2 separate regions of the Mus musculus genome follow, and region 1 is linked to region 2. A link is a contact called in public HiChIP or PLAC-seq data. All regions are on one chromosome and are shown on one strand. The core of a region is the stretch at or near the end of the contact, and the rest is flanking DNA. Distances in the headings are between cores, read along the strand shown. Region 1 holds the start of Nek6 (NIMA (never in mitosis gene a)-related expressed kinase 6). Region 2 overlaps Gm39799 (a long non-coding RNA gene).

Evidence for each region. HiChIP or PLAC-seq counts read pairs in DNA pulled down with a chosen protein or histone mark.
Region 1: a contact with region 2 is called in a BATF HiChIP or PLAC-seq map of CD8 T cells, with 129 read pairs. The contact joins the promoter of Nek6 here to the enhancer-like site in region 2. A contact is called at or near these places in 1 of 39 promoter capture datasets (hippocampal neurons), 1 of 15 datasets of contacts at CTCF or cohesin (CD8 T cells), 19 of 484 Hi-C or Micro-C datasets (B cells, LSK cells, Th1 cells and 13 more), 13 of 115 datasets of contacts at active chromatin or transcription factors (CD8 T cells, the HPC-7 cell line, bone marrow-derived macrophages and 6 more) and 4 of 9 other capture datasets (adipose tissue, bone marrow-derived macrophages, liver and 1 more).

Annotation. Positions count from the first base shown.
Region 1 is chr2:38,507,036-38,513,839 of GRCm38.p6, reverse strand. Nek6 (NIMA (never in mitosis gene a)-related expressed kinase 6) reads right to left here and starts at 2,143. Exons shown (of 10, transcript NM_021606.3): 1 at 2,047-2,143.
Region 2 is chr2:38,470,182-38,476,894 of GRCm38.p6, reverse strand. The region is part of intron 2 of Gm39799 (a long non-coding RNA gene); the gene reads left to right. Among named protein-coding and RNA genes, the nearest start is that of Gm25081, 6.8 kb to the left of the region's middle. Within about 2 kb of position 3,919, at least 81 of the 459 cell types and tissues checked have an H3K27ac peak or open chromatin away from gene starts, as enhancers often do. A contact at or near this core is called in CD8 T cells, the HPC-7 cell line, LSK cells and 10 more, where this site is marked.

The sequences.
Region 1 (6,804 bases), core at 894-3,393, 39 kb before region 2:
TCATCTACAGAATGGACACTGTAACAGTGCTCATCTAACAGTGTTGGTGGGGAAAAGGAAAAATAACTTCAAACTTTGTGCACCAAGCCCAGCACAGGGTGCATCCTTAATCATGGGGGACCGGGGTCGTGGTGCTACCTTCCCAAACTATGCCAGCCAGTTCATCTCTGCTAGTGTCTGTTTCCTCGTATAATAGAGACAATAACCTCTGACTTATGGTGAGCCCTAATGAGGACAGGAATGTTCAAGTCCTCAGTGCCCAGGCTGTACAGCTTAGGAAGTCAAATGTCAAGTCCTGGGCCCAATGAAGGAGGAAGGCCTAGAAGGCAGGCAGGTGGCTCAGACTTCGGCTACTACCCTTTCCCTGGTGGCCTGGGACACAGGTTTGATTTCTCTATGAGTCAGATGCCTTGGTCACAAACCCAAAAACAGAGTGGAATCCAGGAGAGTTAAGGACCCCAAGAACCTCTCAGCACACAGTAGGTACTCTGTAAACGATTCAGCTGCTTACCCTCTTCCTTTCCCACACCATATGCCACCTGGGAAAGCCAGCATCTCCATTTCTGGAAACCTAAACAGCTCTAAATCCTGGACAATGCTTAAGTCTGAGACTTGGGCTTTTTAAAAGACAGCAAATGACTTTTGTAGTCATCTCTGAAGCAGACGGGGCTCGGAGGCTCACAACCACAGGGACCATTTTAAATCCCGGGCCTTTTCTTCTGGGAAGTTAAGCAAGAACCTTCCCAAATGTTTGCCGTGGGGCCCTCTGCCAGAGAGTGACTCACTCCTCCGCTCCCCACAGGCATATTTTATTTGGGGGTGGGGGATCCAGGGAGAGCCTGGCCCCGGTGGGGGAGGGGAACAGTTTCAACACGTCCAGAAGGTGGGGATATTTTTTCTTCTCCAGTTTTCGGGACAAAGAGGAAAAAAAAAATGAACATGGGTCTTTTTTTGTTTCCTTCCAGGTTTTGTCTTCTGGACGACGATGTCCAAAGTTCACTGGTTAAGTTTCTCCTGTTGGGAGTCAGGCACCCATTCAATGAAATTCTTCTCCCATTAGCAATAGGGTTTTTAACATGCCCTTTTACACACACCAGGCTCCTGTGAGGACATTTTCCCCTCAAAAAGTCACCCTGCATTTTGCAAGTGGAGTGAAACTTTGTACATAAACTTTCTAAAGTTTGCTCTAACGCAGTTAAAACTTTCAAACACACATGCACAAACTGTCAATCAAAACTTCACGGACAGCCCTTAGAGGATGTGTCCCAAGCATGCTGTCACCCATTTGTTATGGCCCTCTGGGGCTCGGTTAAATCAGGGAAATATGATTAACTTAGAGGAGCAGGCAGAGAGGACAAGTATCTGGGGCCCTGGGTCTCCCTAGGGCCTAACCCCTAGGTATGGGGAACAGAGTCCAAATCTGGCCTAGCTAGAGACAGCCACGAACAAAGCCAGGGAACTAAGACATATTTAGAAAACCTCAATTCAAGTTCAGCGCAGCCCCCTCCTCAGCCTGCGTGGCCATGCAGAGTTCTGCCAAGGCCGGGCTAAGAGGCTTCCAACCAAAGTCAGAACCTGGGGATCTGCGGACTCACAGAATCCGGCCCAGCACCCTCTCTGGACAGGGTCAGCCGGCACATCACACACACACCGGCCTGCAGTGTGGAGTGCACAGTCTGGATCCTAAACACACTCTCGTATGGAATTTGTACACTTTTGCCCGTGCACGTGTGCACACACTCACTCGGGAACGTTCAGACACGTGGGCACACGTACTCCTTGGCATCCACGGTAAACACTCGATAAACGGATAAACCGAAGCCGAGCCCGTCCACCCGCACTGGTCCACCCCAAACTCACAGCCCGGGCCCCTGATGTGCACACGCACGCACTCCCGCGCAGCTGGGCGGATGGAGCCCGCCGCGGACACCTCGGCCTCCTGCGGGCGTCCCCGCCGACTCCCCGGGCACGCGCGCGCGCCCACAACGCCTCGGGTGACAGTCCCACGCCCTGGCCCGCGCCCCTCGCTGGTCCCAGGCCACTCACCGGCGCTGGCGGCTCTCTCGGCGGCGGGCGGAGCGCGGGTCACACGCGAGTTGGCGGCGCTGCGGCCGCAGCTAGTCCGCTTGGTTCAGCCGCCGCTTCTGCGCGCGCCCGCGCGCCCGCCCCTCCCCGCCGCGGGGCCGCGCCGCCCCCTGCGCCCGTGCGCGCGGCCGCCACGCAGGCTAGGGGGCGCCGGGGGCGCGCTCCCAGCCTGGGTGCCTGATCGTCCAACTCAGGTTGGAAGACTGAGCCTCAGACTCCAAACCCTGGGCACTGAACCCCTCTGCGCGGGCTCTAGACTTTATAAGATGCAGATTCGCTGGGTAACCAATTCGTGGACCCTTCCCCACACCCATGGATTCCTCATCAGCTGACATTGCTCCTCTCACAGCCCTCGCAGGACCGAAATTGACCCATTCACAGAGTGCAGCAGGAGGTGAAGTTCAGTTGATAGCATGCTTTCCTAATCTCAGCACTAGGGAAATTGGGCACCTGTAATCTCTGAATTAGGAAGGCTGAGGCAAAAATGTCTGAAATTCATTCATTCTTGGCTATATAGCAAATTCCAAGCCAGCCTGGGCTACATGAGATGTTGTCATTCATATTATATATATATATATATATATATATATATATATATATATATATATATATATATATATATATATGTATATATGTATATATGTATATATGTATATATATATATATATATATATATATATATATATCAGTGTGTACAATAGTACAGTGTACAAATAGTGCCCAGTACAGTTCCAGAAGTAGGCACCTAGGATAAATCCAAGTCCCTGCCCTCAAAGTGCCAGTATCTCCTGGGGATACTGCCTTCCTGGGAACTCCAGGCCAGCCAAGCATCAGTGTGCAGAAGGTTTTTAGGAGTAAGTGGGCCAGCCAAATACCCAGGAGCCTGGGGGTGGGGGTGGGGGTGGAGGTGGGGGGAATGACCTGAGTTTGATCCTCCAGACCCACACAATGGAACAAAAGAACTCCAGCAAATTGTCTTTAACCTCCCCATGTCTTCCAAATTCACACCAAGTGTTGTATGTTAAAAACAAAAAACAAAACAACAACAACAACAACTGCCTTCATCTATGCATACTTAACAACCCCACTAGGATGTCCAAGCTTCTCTGGGGAGCAATTAAGGTGACTCCCACTTCCCCTCAGGAAGGGATGCTCGTAGCTGGGACAGGTATTGCTGCTTCTGAGTGTTCTAGACTGTCTGTGTGCCCAAGCACCTGCCATCTGTCCATTAATCTGCTGTACATGTCTGGGCACGGGATAGCAACCTGCTGAGTATTCAGTTAACTAGTCTACTTGAGTCCACAGTAATCAGGCCCACAACCTATATTACTCCCCCTGCCTGCCTCATGATGTTCAGCCATTGTGAGGGTGGCATCATGCCACCCATGTGCCCATTTCTTAGATGGCTTTAATGAGGCCTGTGAGCAAAGTCCCCCAGGTGGTGAGTGGTTGAACTGGAAGCAGATGACACAGATTTCTGGTCTCAGCAGCTTATTGCTAGGCAACCTTGTTCTAAGTAAGAAAGGCATGGCCACCAGCCCAGAGCAGCCAGGCTGGTCCCTGCTTCTGAGAGGAGGGAACTGGCACCAACAAGTTATCTCTAATGTGCACACATACACTGTGGATTGTGGCATGTGAGGGCACACACGAATAACTGTTGTTTTAAAAAATGAAAGCTTAACGCCCACTCTAGGAAATCTGAGTTTCTCCAGGAAGCAGACAGTAGGATAAATAAGGTTAAGCAGGCCGGAGGCAGGAGGACCAGGGCTGCTTTCTAAGAGGCAATGAAGAGTGGAGGTCTCTACTGAGGAGCAGAAGTCTTTGGAGGAGAGGGTATGGTTAGGGGCCTGCTGTGTTCTGACTGGGTTCTCTGCTGTAAAAACTGTCCTGGCAGAACAGCTAAGGAGCAGCGTCAGATCACTAGAAAGGACTTTCCCCAGCCTTGCTGAGTTCACAAACACATGCAGTGTCTTCATTTTCAGGAAACTGAAGCTCAGAAAGGCCAAACAACATGTCCCAGGTCTCACAGCCAGTGATGAACCTTAGAGGTCCGGCTGTAGGCAAGCGGTCGTTTTTAAGTGTTAAGAGAATTAGGGGCCCAGCTCATATACCACCACACATCCAGTGAACTATAATGCAGGAACAGGATGGGTGGGGCTTACATAAGGCATCTTCAGTCTCAAGGGATAGGCTGGAGAAACAAACCCACCCTTCTCCCGACCTTCCTCCTTCGCACCCCTACTTCCTTCTCTTTGGCTATGGACCATACAGATGGATTGCAGGCCCCGCTGACATGCTGTGACATAAAATCAAATTTAGTCAGCTCCAAGACCCTCACCATTCCTGCAACACCCATCTTTCTGCAGGGGTGGGGAGAAGGGAGAGGTGCAAGGGCCACTTTTGTTTTCAACTCACAGGAGTTTTTAGTGAGTCCCAAAATGAGTCACTGAAAAGAGGTACTTACTTGCAAAATGCCTCCCAGATTTAGCATGGCTGCCTCCCTGTGTGTGCACTAGACTTGCCTGTGCCTCCCACTGCCAACCACACTGGGAATGTGGTCTCAGGGGCAGGCTCTATGTCTGCCCTGGAGACTTTCAGGATGATGCTGTGTTACTTCATTATCACTGTGCAGTAGAGGAAGAGAAACCATTTTGGCTCTCTGCGCCTTCCCTGGAGCTCTCTGTGGAGAAGCAGCTAGGATCTGCTGCTGCTGGTCCAGTCATCAGGAAGGTGTGGCCTCTGAGGGAGACCTTTATTGTCTTCATCCCCTTCATGGGGGTGGCAAGTCATGGGCTGAAGCTGAAGACACAGCAGCTCACAGAAGGAAACTGGTGGGATTCCAGGCGGGATGTGCCCCTGAGTACTGCATTCCTGCAGTACGTAGACGGGAAGGAGGGCCCTTTGGGAGAGGGAGACATGGGAACCAGAACCAGACTGCACCTGCCACATCCTGGGAGTAAAGTATCTCCTCAATGGCTTCTTGGTGGGAGGATTTTAGGAAATTCCTTATGTGGCTTTTGATGGGGGTAGGGCACGGCCTCATGTTTCTCAGGCTGGCCTTGAACTTGTGGCCCTTCAAGCTTCCTGCCTCCACTTCCCAAGAAGCTGGGCCTTGCCAGCTTCAGTGGCAGGAGAGGACCATCTCATCTACTCTATTCTCCTACCTGCTGTGGTTATCCACACAACCTTCTCACTCCCCAAAATGTTTCTGATTGGAAGATCAAAGACGTGTATCTTCCTGAAGGGCAGGGGTAGAGAGAAAGGTACCTGGCACCCTAACCCCCTCCACTTGGGGATACCTGATTGTTTGGAAATGTTCTTGGAGGACCTTACGTTATATCAAATGCAGAACTGGGTCTCTGGGTTCTAGGCCCTCCGTTCTCCACATCTCAGCATCTGTGTGTCCAAGAGCAGGGATCATCACTAGCCAGGGAAGTAGTCAGTACCTCCATCTCAGCTGGCAAAATGGTCTCCAAGAGAACTTGTGCTGGCTAGTTTATATCAGCCTTTGCATAAGTTAGAGTTGCTGGAGAGGAGGGAGGCCGATTTGAGAAAATGCTTCAATAAGATCAGGGTGTAGGCAGTATTTTCTTAATTAATGACTTAGGGGGAGGGCCCAGCCAGTGGTGGGTGATGCCATCCCTGGTCTGGTGATCCTGGGGTCTATAAGGAAGCAGGCTGAGCAGACCATGAGGAGCAAGCCAATAAGCAGTGTTCCTCCATGGCCTCTGCATCAGCTCCTGCCTCCAGCTTCCTGTCCTGACTTCATTTGGTGATGACCTGTGATATGGACAAGTAAGCTGAATAAACTCTTTCCTCCTCAAGTTGCTTTGGTCATGGTGTGAATACAGCAATGGTGACCCTAACTAAGACAGTACCCTAATAGTGTGAATTCATGGTGTGAATACAGCAATGGTGACCCTAACTAAGACAGTACCCTAATAGTGTGAATTCATGGTGTAAATACAGCAATGGTGACCCTAACTAAGACAGTACTGTAGACCTTGCCGACTAGAACTGCACTCTGGGAAATTTGACAATGAAGGAGATTTGAGACATGTGATTTTCTCACCTCTACCCACCCAATCCATCATTATTGGTTCATCTTTTGAAAGTAGTCAGTCTATTCTGAGCTATATTAGCCTTTACAGTGTGTGTGTGTGTGTGGGGGATCATCATGAGAGTTGTTCCTCAAGAAGTATACACTCTGGTTTGGTGGGGGAGTTTTTGTTTTGTTTCATTTTTTTAAGACAAGGTCTCTTACTGTCTCAGGGACTTCCCAGTTAGGCAAGGCTGGCTAGTCAAAGAGCCCAGGGATTATTCAGTCTGGGTCCTGAGATTAAAAACACTACCACCACACCCAGTTTTCAGCTCACAGATTCAAATCCTGCTGAGTCATAATGGGCTCCCAGTTGAGCACCCAAAACTAAGCCTTTCATGGATGCCCTGGACTGATCTGTTCAGCGCTGCTTTGAGGACCCTCTGCAGAGCCTGTGAACACAGGAGTGCCATTTTGAACACACCCTCCCATACTCCCATATTAGAAGGCATGAGGTTGGCCTCTGGCCCCTTAGTAAGCATTCACCTTGATTTTTAAAATTAATTTAATTTTATGTATGTGAATGTTTTGCCTGCATGCATGTACGAGTGCTACATGTGTGTCTGATGCCCATAGAGGCCAGAAGAAGGTAGAGGATCCCCTGGAAGTGGCATTGCAGA
Region 2 (6,713 bases), core at 2,670-5,169:
GGGAGGGAAAGAACATCCCTTCTAGAATAACTGTATTGGAAAGCAGATCTGTTTGTTTTGTTCAAAGGAGCAAGGACTCAAAAGGGAGCAGAATGAGAGGAATCTAGAGACAACATTTGTCCCCATCTCATTCTCCACATTGGAAGGCCCCATGAGTTCACAGAGAGGTGACATTAGCCACTCAGCTGTGTGTTTCCGCTTCCTCAAGCTTCAGTTTGCTAATCTGTAATTTGGGTAGCAGCCCTGGGTCTCGGGGTGGTTGTTATGGCAATTAAGTACAAATGACCTCTGTGGTGTGTTGGGCCTGGCTCTAGTCACTCTCTACTCAGTAATACAGGTGAAATGAAGTCAGAATTACACATTTTCTGGTGACTGTGCATTCATGTCCATGCAAAAGCCTGCATAGATGTTTGAAGTGACTTTCTTCAGAATTGACAAATCTTGAAAACAACTAAGATATCTCCCAATAGAGGACTGGATGAACACACTGTGGCTCAACCAAACAGTGGAATGCTGCTCACCAGGAAAAACAAATGAGCCATAGGAATGGTGAGGTGATGTTTACCGTGCATCCAGTTCCAGCTAAAGACTCAAACAATGGTGATGACAGCACAAATGAGGATGGAGTTAATATTCCTTAGATGTAGACTTAAAACTACTGAAATAGGCTACTAGTGAGGGCTCAGTCTGTGTGCTCCATGTATGTAGGGCTCTATTCATGGATGAGGACCTGAATTTAGATCTATAGCACTCGTGCAAAATCCAACATGGAGGCATGTTTGGATCCCAGTGCTGGGGAAGCAGAGTCAGATGGATCACAAACACCTGCCGGCTAGCCAGGTTAGCTGAATTGGTGAACTCCAGGTCCTGTGGATATGAGAGCTAGTTTTAAATTACTAACCTTCCAGAAGCCAGAATCATCTGAGAAGAGAATTTCAATTGAGGAATTATCTAGATCAGGTTGGCCTGTGGGTATGTCTTTGGAGAGTAGTCTTGACTGGCAATTAATCCAGTCCACTGTGGGCAGCATCATTCCCTAGGTTAAAGGGCCTTGGACTGTAGAAGAGTAAATAAGCATAGTGCAAGAAGAGAGAATGGCTGTATTAATTTATCTATGTTTTTGATTGTAGATATGATATGACTAGTTATTTTAGATCCTGCTTTAACTTTCCCTCAGTGATGAACTCAAACCCACCACTGCAAGCCAAATAAACCCTTTCCTTCCCTAAACTGCTTATTGTTTTGAGAGACCCTATCTCAGAAGACAAACTCTAATCTCAACACATGTGCACACACACACACACACACACACACACATGAACATGTATACATGTACACAAAGAATGATTACAAGAGAAAATTTACCTAGGTACATTATATATTACGTATTTATGTATATTATATAATGTATACTTATATAGTAATGACGTTATTATAGCAACAGAAATTAAGCCATGAAAAAGACATAGAGAAAGAATAAATGCAAATTACTAATTGAAATAGATAGGTCTGAAAAGGCTCTAGTTCTATAATTCCAGCGTTATGAAATCCTGGGAGAGACAAAACCATAGTGACAGTAAAATAGTCTGTGGCTGTCAGAGGTCGGACCCAGGGGACTTGGGCAGTGAATCTGATTTGCATGATGCTGTAATGACTGCTATTTACCATCAGGGGTTACTCATAATGAATATATTAAATTTGTATCCATTAGTCATTATATGTTTTTGTGACATATAGAACATGCAACCTGGTGGGTGGATCCCACATAAACGGTGGGCTTTAGTTAATGAGTGTGTTTCCATATTGCTTGTCAGCTGAAGCAAATACAACATGTAGTCAGAGATTAGTCAGTATGGGAATAGTGGGGTGGTGGCTGGGGGAATACCTAGGCATTCTATGTACCTCTTGGTCCTTTTCCTGTAAGCCTAAAGCTGTTCTTAAAGTCATCTCTAAGAACTTGAGCTTAAAATGCTTTTGGGCCACCGAGGCCGTGCAAGCCTAGTGACTTGAGTTTAATCCTTGATCATACAAAGGTGGAAGGGGAGAACTGACTCCATGAATTTGTCCTCAGACCTCTCCTGTCCTGTTCCATGACACTCTGCATCTCTATGTGCACAGTCACAATGATTAAAAGGAAACCTTCCTTTTTTCAAACCAACCTACTAAGTAACTAACTAACCGAAACTCATTGTATGTTTGTCTGTATAGTGTATGGCTGTGTAGACATTCCTCTCAGTGTGTATGTGTGTGCGTGTGTGTGTGTTTATACATCCTGTGTGTGTTGGGGGTGGGTATGCGTGTCTGTGCATCTGGAGACCAGAGGTTGATAGAGAATGTCTTACTCAGTTGCTCTGCATCTTATTCTTTGAGGCAAGATCTCTCACTGAACCTGGAGCTCATCAACTTGACAAGGCTGACTGGCTAGTGAGACCTAAGAATCCTTTCTCTCTCTGCCTTCCCAGACCTGGATTGCAGGCTCTACTGAGCTGGGGTTTTTTTTGTTTTTTTTTTTTTGTTTTTTTCAAGACAGGGTTTCTCTGTGTAGTCCTGGCTGTCCTGGAACTCACTGTGTAGACCAGGCTGGCCTCAAACTCAGAAATCTACCTGCCTCTGCCTCCCAAGTGTACTGAGCTGGTTTTATTTTACATGGCTGCTGAATCCTAACTCTCATCCTCAGGCCTGTGTCATGAGCACATTACCAACTGTACCATTTCCCCAGCCCTAGAATTAAAGCTCCAAGATATTAAACCAGAAAGGCTAGATGGAGGTCAGTACTGGACATTCCCTCAGGGTTGGAAGACATGTTAGCTATCATTCTGCTCAGAATTACTAACCACTGTTTTTTTGTATTTTTCTTTTGTTTTGTTTTTGTTTGCTTGCTTGGGATTGTTTTGTTTGTTTGTTTGGTTGGTTGGTTGGTTTTTTGTTTTTGTTTTGTTTTGTTTTGTTTTGTTTTGTTTTTTTGAGACAGGGTTTCTCTGTTTAGCCCTGGCTGTCCTGGAACTCACTTTGTAGACCAGGCTGGCCTCAAACTCAGAAATCCGCCTGCCTCTGCTTCCTGAGTGCTGGGATTAAAGGCGTGCGCCACCACGCCCGGCTACTTTGGTTTTTTGAGACAGGATTTCTTTGTGCAGTCTTGGCTGTAGTGGAATTAGCTCTGTAGACCAGGCTGGCCTTGAACTCACAGAGATCCATCTGTCTCTGCCTCTGGAGTACTCTAACTGATTGAAGTCATGTGTCACCACCGCCTGGCTTAGCATTTTTATTTTATTTTTTTAAACCTCTAGGAAAAATTAAGGATTTCCCCCAAATACATACAAAGCTCATCATCCTTAAATTGTGCTTTAAAAGACCAGAGTAAGTGGGGTGGGAGCAGGGGCTTCCTGGAGTGTGGGTGAGGGTGGGGGCCTTGACTGTGCCTGTTCCCACTCTTCAGCTAGTTACACTGGGGCATGGGAATTTTGTGGTATGAACCAATGTTGCTGATTTAGCCCACATAAAACTGGTCCTGGTTGGCTCTACTTGTTATCCAGTCTTGGCACTGTATTGGTAAATAGAGTAAATGTGATATCTGTAAAATATGATAAGGTGAGGGCTGAGCCAATCACCTCGGGGCAGATGGACTGGAAGTCAATGAAGGCATTTACTAGGGAAATACAGTAATGGCAGAACTTAAGCAGAAGGGAAGAACTAAATGGGGGAGATGTTAGTGTGAGGGGATTTCACAGAGGAAGGTGACTGTGGCCAGGCTAGGTCACACAGTTACTTGTGGTGGCATAGAAAGGCTTCTTATTCTTGTCCCCTTCCTGTCACTTGCTCATGAATGAATCCATTTCTACTGAGTGTCACATGCTCTGAACACTGCCATCAAAGGTTTCCTTCCTGTGCACACATGTGGGGTGACCCTTCACACACTGAGCATGTTTGCTGAATGCAAGCACATGCCTTGATGAATCAGCAGCCCTCATAGAGTTCACTGTACAGTGATTTACTATGTAGTGGCTCACCATCTCCATACTTCTGTTTTCTTTTCTGTGAAATGGAGGAATAGAACAGCAGTCACCTAACATATTGTCAAGATGAAATGACTAAGTAGCATGCAAAGTGCATAGGCATTGTAAGGTCACAACACCTACTTAGCCCTACTCCACCCCCACAGAGATAAAGATTAAACCCAAGGACTTGCATATGTCAGGCAATTACCCACAGCTTCTAGGCCCTTTAGCAGGGCAACTTGAAGGTGTGTATGCATGTGTGTGTGCGTGTGTGTACTCTCATGTGCATGCGTGAGCACATGTGTTTGTGTACCCACGTGGTGTACAAGGATGAATGTGTGACTGTGCATGTGTTCATGTCTATGCATATCTGTGCATGTGTGTGTATATGTGTGTGTGTATGTGTGTTTGACCTTGGTTGCATGGTTCTTTAGTGTGAAGTTTTTAGATGACCAAGTCACGTCTCAATGTCAAAAGATTAGACATGACAGGTGATACAACAGACCCACTCTCCAACTTGATTTCTGCCCTCTGTCTAGTTACCCTCTAGGCTGGGTATAGACACTGTATGAGCCACATTAGCAGTTACTCTGGAAAGTGAAATCTGGAGGATGGCACCTGACTAAGAAGTCCCAGGTCCCACAGGCCAGCTGGCAGAGCCCAGAGCTTGTCTCCATTGCTCTCTCCACAGGTCTGTTCTGTCCCCGTGACTTGACTGGTCCTTGGTCTCTCACTGTTTGGTGTCTTGCCTGGCCCTCAGACTTACAGCCCAGACTTTTCCTGGAAAACCCCAAGCATTGTCACCTTCGTCCTCCCAATTCTGTGGCGGAGAGACAGAATTAGAACTTGCCTCGTGGTACGAAGTTGTGGCAATGACTGTAGAAGAATGACTTTCAACTTCTAGGAACCGACCCTGACAATCAGATAAGGCAAGCACTGAGTCACTGGCAGAGGCCACATCAGTGGAGATTTCAATTGTGTGTGTGTGTGTGTGTGTGTGTGTGTGTGTGTGTGTGTGTAGGATGCAGAGGCCCCTGGTTCCACTTCCTCCCTGGGAGGCCCAGACCCTTCAATACTGTTTCTGTGCTGAGATGGGAAGGAAGCACTCACCCAGCAGGTGACAATCCAGACCAGCTGGGATGTGCTGCTAGATTAGGTCCTAAAATATCACAGCTGTGAGAACCCAGATTTTTGTTTTGCAGATGATAAAACTATTCAGAGAAATCAAGGACTTGTCCAACTTTCCCAGACAAGCTTAAAAAATAATTGGGCCTTAAACTCAGGGATCCCGGAAGATCACCACATGGCTCCCAATAAGTGTTTTTTCCCAAGTCCTGAGCCTCAGCCACTGTCCTGAGGTTCAAATGATCATGGACAAAAGGGGGAGACCAGAGTTGGAACTGCAGTCAAAACCCATGTTTGACCAGGTCCTGCTGGTCATTCTTTGTCCTTCTGGATGGCTCTCAACATCACTTTTCTAAGACCCTACTCCTCTATGTAAAGCGCTGGGAGCCATATTGTCTCTCCTCTCTCTCATCTCTTGATAACAGTTGGTTAGACTTGAAATGGACCTAGATTCCAGCTGTTCCCTGGGCATTGGGATGCAGAAGTGCTGGGCTTCCTTCCTGGCTGGGTATTTGAAGTGAGATATGCGGCTTGGACTGAGGTGGCTGTATTTGGCCAGATTCAAATGGAACAGCAGAGCAAAGTCCAGGTCACAAGCTTATAAGGGGAAGGGACAGGGTAAGAGACCATGGCACAGACAAACCATGGAGGAGAGGAAGAGAGATTAGGAGAGAGAGACAGACAGACAGAAAGATAGGATAAGGAACAGACAAGCAAGCAGGCTTGATCTTGTTCCTGAACTAGGGAGGTATAGAGGCAGAGAAGAAATAAATTAAGAAGGGAGGGATAGAGAAAGAGAGACAAACACCATTAGTCTAATGACCCTAATCAGCAAGATCAACAGACGTGGATTAAATATTTGTAAAAGAAAATCCCACATCTGTAGTGAACACTTTCAACTTCTTTCTCTCCATTATTTTTGTTTGTTTTGTTTCTGAGACAAGGCTTGTCTGTGTGACCCTGGCTGTCATGAAACTCACTGTGTAGACCAGGCTGGCCTCAAACTCACAGAGATCTCTACCTGCTTCTGCCTCCTGAGTGTTGGGATTAAAGGCATGTGCCACCATGGCCAAGGCATTATTTCCTAAACCACACAGCCTACCTATGCTGTGTATGGAACTCACAGTTTTGGGTGTGAGTAGTTATGTCGAGGTGGTTTACAGTGTTCAGAAGGCTGGATGTGGGGGAGTGTGCCTATAATCCCAGCACTGTGGAAACACAGGCAGGAGAAATAGTGCAGAGAATCTAAGCTACATCTTAGGGTGGCATCACTCACAAGGTGCTGGTTTTGCGAACACACAGAATGCAAGAGTAAGATAGCTATAGGAGCTTGCACTAAGGTTCTGGAAAGCCCTGGAGGCCAAGCGATGTGCAGGAGGATGAGAGTCACTGCCTGGTTCATAAGCAGACACCTGTGCGGGTGTAGCTTGTGTTTCCCAAGGAAAGCTGCCTTTTCTGCATGATGGATTTTATCCCTCAAACCTTAAGGATAAGTAACTCCTTTCTCCCTTAAATTGTTTCTTGGTGGGGCTGATGGGGTGTGTATGCCCCCACCCCCATCCCCAGAATCTTAGGCCCTGCCTCTGCCTAAGG